Linked DNA regions of Drosophila melanogaster: region 2 is linked to region 1. A link is a contact called in public Hi-C data. All regions are on one chromosome and are shown on one strand. Each heading gives the region's core, a stretch centred on a gene start, on an enhancer-like site or on the middle of the called end of the contact. The rest is flanking DNA. Distances are from core to core; before and after follow the strand shown. Region 1 holds the start of lncRNA:CR44222 (long non-coding RNA:CR44222). Region 2 holds the start of Pi3K21B (Pi3K21B,).

The links. A called contact is a pair of places that touch in the nucleus more often than the background predicts.
Region 2: a Hi-C map of the Kc167 cell line shows a contact between it and region 1, with 4 times the contacts expected there. The contact joins the promoter of Pi3K21B here to the promoter of lncRNA:CR44222 in region 1.

What each region holds. Positions count from the first base shown.
Region 1 is chr2L:221,609-225,387 of dm6, reverse strand. lncRNA:CR44222 (long non-coding RNA:CR44222) reads right to left here and starts at 1,869. Exons shown (of 1, transcript NR_073675.1): 1 at 680-1,869. All of the region lies in intron 12 of kis (kismet), which reads left to right.
Region 2 is chr2L:296,125-299,903 of dm6, reverse strand. Pi3K21B (Pi3K21B,) reads right to left here and starts at 2,024. Exons shown (of 3, transcript NM_001272888.1): 1 at 1,501-2,024; 2 at 1-871. The coding sequence starts at 842. Stip1 (Stress induced phosphoprotein 1) reads right to left here. Exons shown (of 4, transcript NM_058006.4): 3 at 3,093-3,779; 4 at 2,455-2,927. The coding sequence ends at 2,855.

The DNA.
Region 1 (3,779 bases), core at 620-3,119:
ACCGACAGCATACACTTATGCCTAATTTATGCAAAATAAAAGAAATACATACACTCCAATTTGAACCCGAATGCGGTGCACACGATGTTCAGATGGTCCTCTCGTTGGATTCCCCGTCCTCTTTTCTCATCGCATTTTATCTCATCTCGCGAATGGGAATGGGCATGCGAATGAACGGCCAAAACGGAGGAAATGTCAAACCACTTTGCACACCCGGCGGCAGAAACAAAAACAGCAACACACCGAACTCCTTCTCAAATCCACTGTCTAGTGCAAAACCGTTGCTTTCGATTCCTTGCCTCCGCTTCGCCTTTTGCTGCCCCTTGATGTGGCAGCAAAAGCAGATACACCGCAAAACAGTGGAACCAGCAACGTGTTGGTCACAAGGCATGGGGCGACATATGGGAAAAGGCAAAACAGCGAAGTCAATTGTACAAGCTGCCCTTTTCGATGCGCAGCAATCCCACTGTGTTGGCGGGCTAGAGATGCGCCAATTGCAAGCCAAATGAGAACGATTTTTTAATATTTCATATTCACATATTTATAAATATCCGAGTAGTCCGGAATCGATTTGAATAAGGGTGCCGATACTAAAGCGATACTGCGCTCCAATACATCTGATTATATATGCCATGGCTATAGAAATGTAGAAATTTTAGAAGGCCTAATTCGGGAAATTCCCCCTACAACTGGTCATCGCTGAATGGGCGACGTTGCCATTATCAAAAGGCAGAGAGGCAGCGGTAAAGGCAGCGCACCATCAATCAAACATACAACAACAACAATAACAGAAGTAAAAGGAGCGAAACAATCCGGTAATGTCGGGGGGCCGGAAGAAACGGCGGCAGCAAGAAGAGCAAAGCCAAGTGGTTGTTGCTGCCGTTGCCGATGTTGTTGTATCGACGAACTGGAGTTCTTTGGTGACGATGGTTGCTGCGGCTGCCGCGACGTGAGCAGTAGCGTTGGTGGACGACTTGGTTTTATTGCTGTAGTTGTTGTTGGCCATTCGATATCATCGGGTGGTGGTGCTGCCTAGCTGCGTTGGCTGTACTTACGCTGCCGCCGCCTCGCTGTATGTATTAGTTTTCCATGCGAGAGTGCCTCACTCTCTATCTCTGTCCCGCTCCCTAGATGTCTGCAATGTGTGTTTGTAATTTTACATTTTCTGGATTTATCCAATGTATAATTTTTTCCTTTCGTATGCGCCCACCCAAATGTCTGGGGGGTGGTTGGTGCTGCTTCTGCTTCTGACACCACTGTTTCGGCTACTGCTCTCACGAACTGAATTATTGAGCGCAAAAAGGAGACGGGGATAATGGTGACCTGTTCCTCTTATGGTTTCCTGTTCTCTTCTTTCGCATACCGCGAGAATTCGATAAAGACGCCTAATTGTGCTCATTTGGACTGGGAATGGGAATTCCTTTGCTCCCCCAGACCTCCGGGGCGGCCGTCCCATTGCACGCTGCGCTGCTGCTTTTGCTTAAACCTACTTTTTGCTTTATTCTGTTGATTCGTTTTTGAAGTTGCAACGTAACGTGCATTTGAAACACCTAACATAGAGAAGTTGATGGCTATCCTCCTGTGCGTGTGATTCGACTGGTGCGGGTTGCCATTCTTTTTGTTTCCATCTTCGGTCCCACCTTCGACTTGCTTGGAAGCTTTTGCTTTTGTTGCTGACCGCTGTCGTTGCTCTTTTTTAGTGACGTTGTTGTTGGTGCTGCCATTCGATTTATTATTTTATTAGCATTTCGCTGCCACTTAAGTGTGCACAGTGGAGCGAATCGAAACTTTTCTGATGTGTAAATACATAAAATTTTGAAAGGGAAAAGTTGTTTTTGCCATGCTGACTTTTTGAGTAATATTTTTTTGTTGAAGAATTTTTATATTCTTTTATGCTCTCGGACACTCCACTGTGCGTGTGCTCGTAACAGTCGCTGCTAGATCCCATTGCCGCTCTCTCACTCTCTCTGTAGTGACTGCATTCAAAGGATGCAGCCGCCACGCCTGCGCATTTTTCACTTTACACCTGTCACTCATAAACCATTTGAAAAAGTATATGTCTAACCGATATGCTGAACGGCTTGTCAAGTTTAAATCCGACTTGTCTACCTGCCATCACCCTTCTTACTTTCTTTCCCTTTTTCGATATAGTTTAGTCCAATTTAGGATAGAGAAGAGTGGCCTCCTGCCCTCTTCGGTGATCTTGCGCAAGATTTCTGTTGGTGTGAGTGAGTGCATTGTCGAAGATATATATATGTCTCTGTCGCATATCGATTGTGCGATTGTAGCCGCCCTGCTCACTCATGCATGCATTTCGGTGTGTGCAATATCCACTCACGGACTCGCTCACTCATGTGGTATCTGCATCTGTATCTTGCGGATTGATTAATAATCTCGTTTCGTTTTTGCTCTGGCTACGTGCTTATCGCACTTTGGCACTGCTTCCATCTTTCATGCTTTCTGACTGCCTCGTGCTCTCTCTCCCTGTCTCCTGTCTGGATAGTGTGTTGCTGTCGATGTAAAGCCCAAAGGTCGAAATAATAAAACAATGCGAATTTCTAATCATACGATAAAAATTGTTAATTGATATTGATATCTTAAAATATGGATTAGGAGACGAGGGTGAACTCCATACCGATAAGGTATTAGGCGTCATTTCTAAAAGATTTTCGAATTAAACCATTTCATGGTTTTACTTCTCTTTGCTTTGCGCTGTTGTTGCGCCTGCTGTTATTATTTTATTTTATCCCTTTTTTCCGTTGTCCTGCGTCCGTCCGTCATTACCCCGTTCATCTTCCCCCATTTGGCTGCCTCGCTCTTTCGCTCTTTCGTGCCGTTCTCTATGTGTCGTCAACAGTTTCTGTGGTACATTTGTTTCATTGCCTTAGCTTTTTTTGCCTGCGATTCCGCCGTGTGTTGTTCTCTCCCCGCTCCAGGGTTTGTGTTTAGGTGCGAGTAAGTGTGCGGCAGGCTCTTGTCTCGCTTCTTTGCTTACATTACACAGTTGACACAATGTGCCCGCTGCGGCCGCTCTTCTTCAACTCGTCCATCCACTGCACACTCACAGTCACAATCGCATCTAGGTTGCTTCTGCCCGCGCCCTCCCTTGAATTGTACTCTCGCGAAGCCGAAGTCGATGCTCTCTCTGTCGCTCTCCCTTATTGCAAGTGACGCTCATTCACCTCCGAGTTGGATGTCGGTCTCAGTTTTAGCCCACCTCATTCATATTCACATTCACCCAAAACGGCGTTTGACTTAATCTCACGATTGTTTGGTTTCCTACTCTCCCGCGCTCCCTCTCTTCTGAGTCTCTCTTTCTGGCTGATTCGCATTCGATTTTAGCCGCTGCCATCGCCGTTGTTTGCCTACCTATGTGTGTGTGTGAGGAGTGTGTCTTGTATTTTAGTCCGCAATGCGCTCCGCTCATTATTTGTTTGAGCGCCGCGGTGTAAAGTTGTAAAAAGTCCAAGTGCTCGTGGAAACTCGATGCAAGACGGGGAAAACGAAACGCGATAAATCGTGAGAAAGAGAGTGCGCTAAAGGAAGAGGGAGTGATAATCAAACGAAATGGAATAATGTATTTGCAGAGGCAACAACAACAATGCAAATAGTTGTCATTGAGGCGCAATGAATGATAATTAGTGCTTAATTGAAATCAATAATCATGACGAAAGCGTAAAGCTTCGATTTTGCCAATATATTCTTGATTACCAGTGAGTCTGTGATATTGCCGTGTGTTCGAAAATGGAGGTTATTAAACCCATGGACTTCAGCAGCTT
Region 2 (3,779 bases), core at 775-3,274, 74 kb before region 1:
TTGCGCAACTGCAGTATCTGTAATTCCGGCTTCAGGGCGTTGATCTGTCGCTCGAGCAGTAGCTCCTCCTTCTTCTTGTTCTCCATGTAGTGGTTAAGGACTTGACCCTTGGCCTGAAGAGCATCCAGCAGATTGAGGAGTGTCTGCTTGTGCTCCTGCAGACTCCGGCGAGCGTTGGCATTGGCCGCTGCGGATGCGGCTGCGTTAGCTCCATCTCCAGCTCCTCCTGCCTCCGTGGACGGGGCATCCGCTGGCGCCTTCATGAAGGATTCATTGAGCTTGATTTGATTGCGGAATATCTTCTCTGTATTCCCGAATACGCTCTGGTGCAGCTTCTTCTCCTGCAGCTCCTCTCGAATCGCATTGAATGAGTTGCGCTTATTCTCGAGATTTTGCTCAAGATTCTGAAGCAGCTGGCAGGTCCTGATGAATTCGTTGCTCAGCAGACAAAGATCCCCGTGCGGCTGCGACTCCTCATCCTCGCGGGCTCGCACAATCGGATTACTCAGTGTTATGTCCAGCGTCTTGTTGTACATGCTCAGAGAGTTCTCCTTGTAGTAGTTGATCATCTCCACCACCGAATTGAACAGGTCCGTCTCGATAAAGCCGTACTTGCGATCCATGTGGCATATCTTTATTAGCTTCTCGCATCCGTCCTTCATCAGGGTCAGAGTGTACTCGCCCTTCATCGAGAGGGCGTCCCGCACCAAAAAGCTGCCGTCCGGCTTTCCGTGCAGGATGCTCTTGGCTTCCTCCCTCGATATCCGGCCCCAGTACCATGGGGCCATGCGTAGCTCGTCCTCGTTGGGATCGACCAGCGATCCGGGCGCCTGTGGCCGCATCGTCGAGTAGTGGAGCGGGGAGGGTTGCACTGCACAATAAGAATTAATTTAAAATTTAAAAAAATTATTTAAAATATTGATAAAGTATTTCATGTAAATTCCCTATCTTATATGTATGCAATTTTATCTATTTTTTAAACTAAATTTTAGTTTACAAGTGTAAAAACAAATATAACATTGGGTTTACATTGAAAATTTCCTTTTCTGTTAATAATCGCAATTCCTGTTAGAAAATGAAAACAAATGAATAGATTGCAGTTCCTCAAGCTAATAAATTATCCAGAATGTTAAGAGTATCTACATAAAGTGATCTCATCTGATTGTCCCAATCCTAAAACGACATTATATTGAGGCATTTAATAACTCTAATTTGAAACATAAACAGCTGAAAAAGGAGAATCTCTAGTGAAATCGAAGTCTTGGCAATGAGCCTTTATTTCGTTATTTGAGGGACCCAATCCATTAATAAATATTGGCCAAATATTGCGCCCCACCAGAAGCGAAAACAACAACTCTGTGTAAAAACGAGGCATGTAATCGCTGGCGTCCCGGTCTCTATCTAGCCTTCTCGCTCCCGCCCCCAGGCACCCCGCTAGCGACCTCTCGCTTCAACGCACTCGGGCCTGTTGCCAAGCGCCCCCGAAACGCAAATACTTACTTTTGTGGGTCTTGTGGGGTTTTCAATGGGTCGCAATTCTGGCGCTGCGGATGCTGCAGCGGCGAAAGAATCAATGGATATAGATCTGGAACTGGATCTGGATTTCGGGCTGCGGACTACTCGCCCCCCGTTCGCGATATCGCTATAGCTATAGCTCACCACCAGCGAATGGAGCACATCTTTCTATATTCTCGATTTCGCGATTCGACGGAACACTCACACTAGCAGCCGCACGCACACACGCACCAACACAAACGCATAAGACGGACACTACGACACACTGTTTAAAAAAAAATGGTTCGCTTTTGATTCTTATTTTCGTGGTTTTACCCACTCATTGGTTCTTTTAATTGGCGTGCAATTGTTTCAGTTGTAGCTGGATCAAAACATTCCCGTGCGGAGCTTTTGGACGACAGAAATTGGGGTTTAATCACAATATATCAGCACACCATTATTTTCGGGTAGAAATCGTGCGGTGTTGAACAGCGCTGTTGTTGCCATGCCACTTGCTGCGAGTGAGCTGCAGGGCCTTTGTAGCACTGGCGGCTTGCAGTGTTGAGCAAGACGAAACTACGTATCGGTTGGATATAATAACGTAAGCGCGGGAAACAGGGCTGCCCAAGAATACAAAATATTTCACACATTATAATTACAAAAAGGTTGGCCAGGTTGTTGCTTTTAATCATTTTAATTTCACAACTTAATTCATTCGAAATTATATTTTTTCAAAATAAAGATTTGCAGTCTATGCTTTTTTCCGAAAATATGCGATTTTGCATTATAATAACATTTAAATTTCTTATTTAAAAGGCGATTGGCGCAAATCATTCTTTGTATAAATATAAAATATATTCTAAATAATTTGGCAGCCCTGGAAAAACGTTAGAGAACGACTGCTAAGCCGTAAGTTACCCATCTTGTAGCCCTTGGGCGCCAAATTCAAAATCATAGCTTACCCTTCCGTGACTCGTTTATTGTACAAACAGAAACTTATTTTAGAGCTAAGCTACAGCATATTTATTGTAGTAAGAAAATAAGGACCATGACGTTTGGAGCCTACTCCACCCGTCTGCGTAAATCAATTAGGCAGACATTTATCAATGATTTTGTTTTCTCCTTTTAGTTTAAATTTCTGTTAATGGTAGTTATCGTCGTTCTGCGAATAGGCGATGTGATTTCTTAGGTAATTACGTTTAGCATTAATTGTGGCCCGTTTCATCAAAAACGATATATTGGTTAACCAGCTTAGAGACGCCATAATAATGCGTAATGGTTCTCTCCTGAATGTTTATCAATGGGGTTTGTGTGTGAGTTAGTGATTGTATGAGGATGTTCGTTTGTGGATCTGGAGTGCCTAGTGAATCTGAATGATGCCCGACTCCAGCAGTTTCATTATCTTATCGGCGATGGCAGGATTCTGCAAGTGTCTGAAATATAGAGGTTGTTAATTAAAATATAGTATACAGGTTGTTAATAATATATAAGACCAAAGAAACGTAAGTCTGCTTGTTAACTTCAAATGGGCTATTAATTTCTAGATTTTACCAATGAAACCCAAAAAAGCGAACGAATAAAGCCAAACGGGTACTTACTCTTTGACCGCATTGGGATCGCTTTGCATCTGCTCGAGGATCATACGCATAGCCGGATCCTTTAAGATCTGTTGAATCTCCGGGTCGGACATTGCGTTTTTGAGGACCTCCTGCGGATTGCGCTGGAAGTTCATCGAACACTGACGGTAGCCTTCAATGGCCTCCGCGTTGTTGGGGTCCAGTTCCAGGGCCTTTTGGTAAGCGGCTTGCGCCTTAGATTGTTGCTGCATGCCCTGTAGAATTTTGCCCTTGCGGATGTAGCCCTTTATGAACTTTTCGTCTAGCTTGATGCAAGTGTCGCAGTCCTTGAGGCCCAGATCAAAGGCGGCCAGCTTGGTGTAGCAGGCGGCGCGGTTACTATAGAGTTTGGGATCATCCGGATTGCGCTTGATGGCCTCGGTGTAGTGCTTTACAGCGGTGCTGTAGTCCCCCTTCTTAAAGAAAAGGTTGCCCTGCTCCTTCTCTTCCTCGGCCTTCTCCGGATTGATGTAGGCCATTCGCTCCTCCTCCTTGATTTTGGCTTCCACCTCGCTCAGCGAGGTCTTGATCTCAGGGGTGCGATGCTCGGACATGGCCTTCTCATAGTAAACCTTCGCCTGCTTGTAGTTCTCTAGCTTACGATAGGTGTTACCGATGCGAGCAAAGGACTTAGCTATCAGCTTAAAGTCGGCGCGGCTTTCGCGCCCC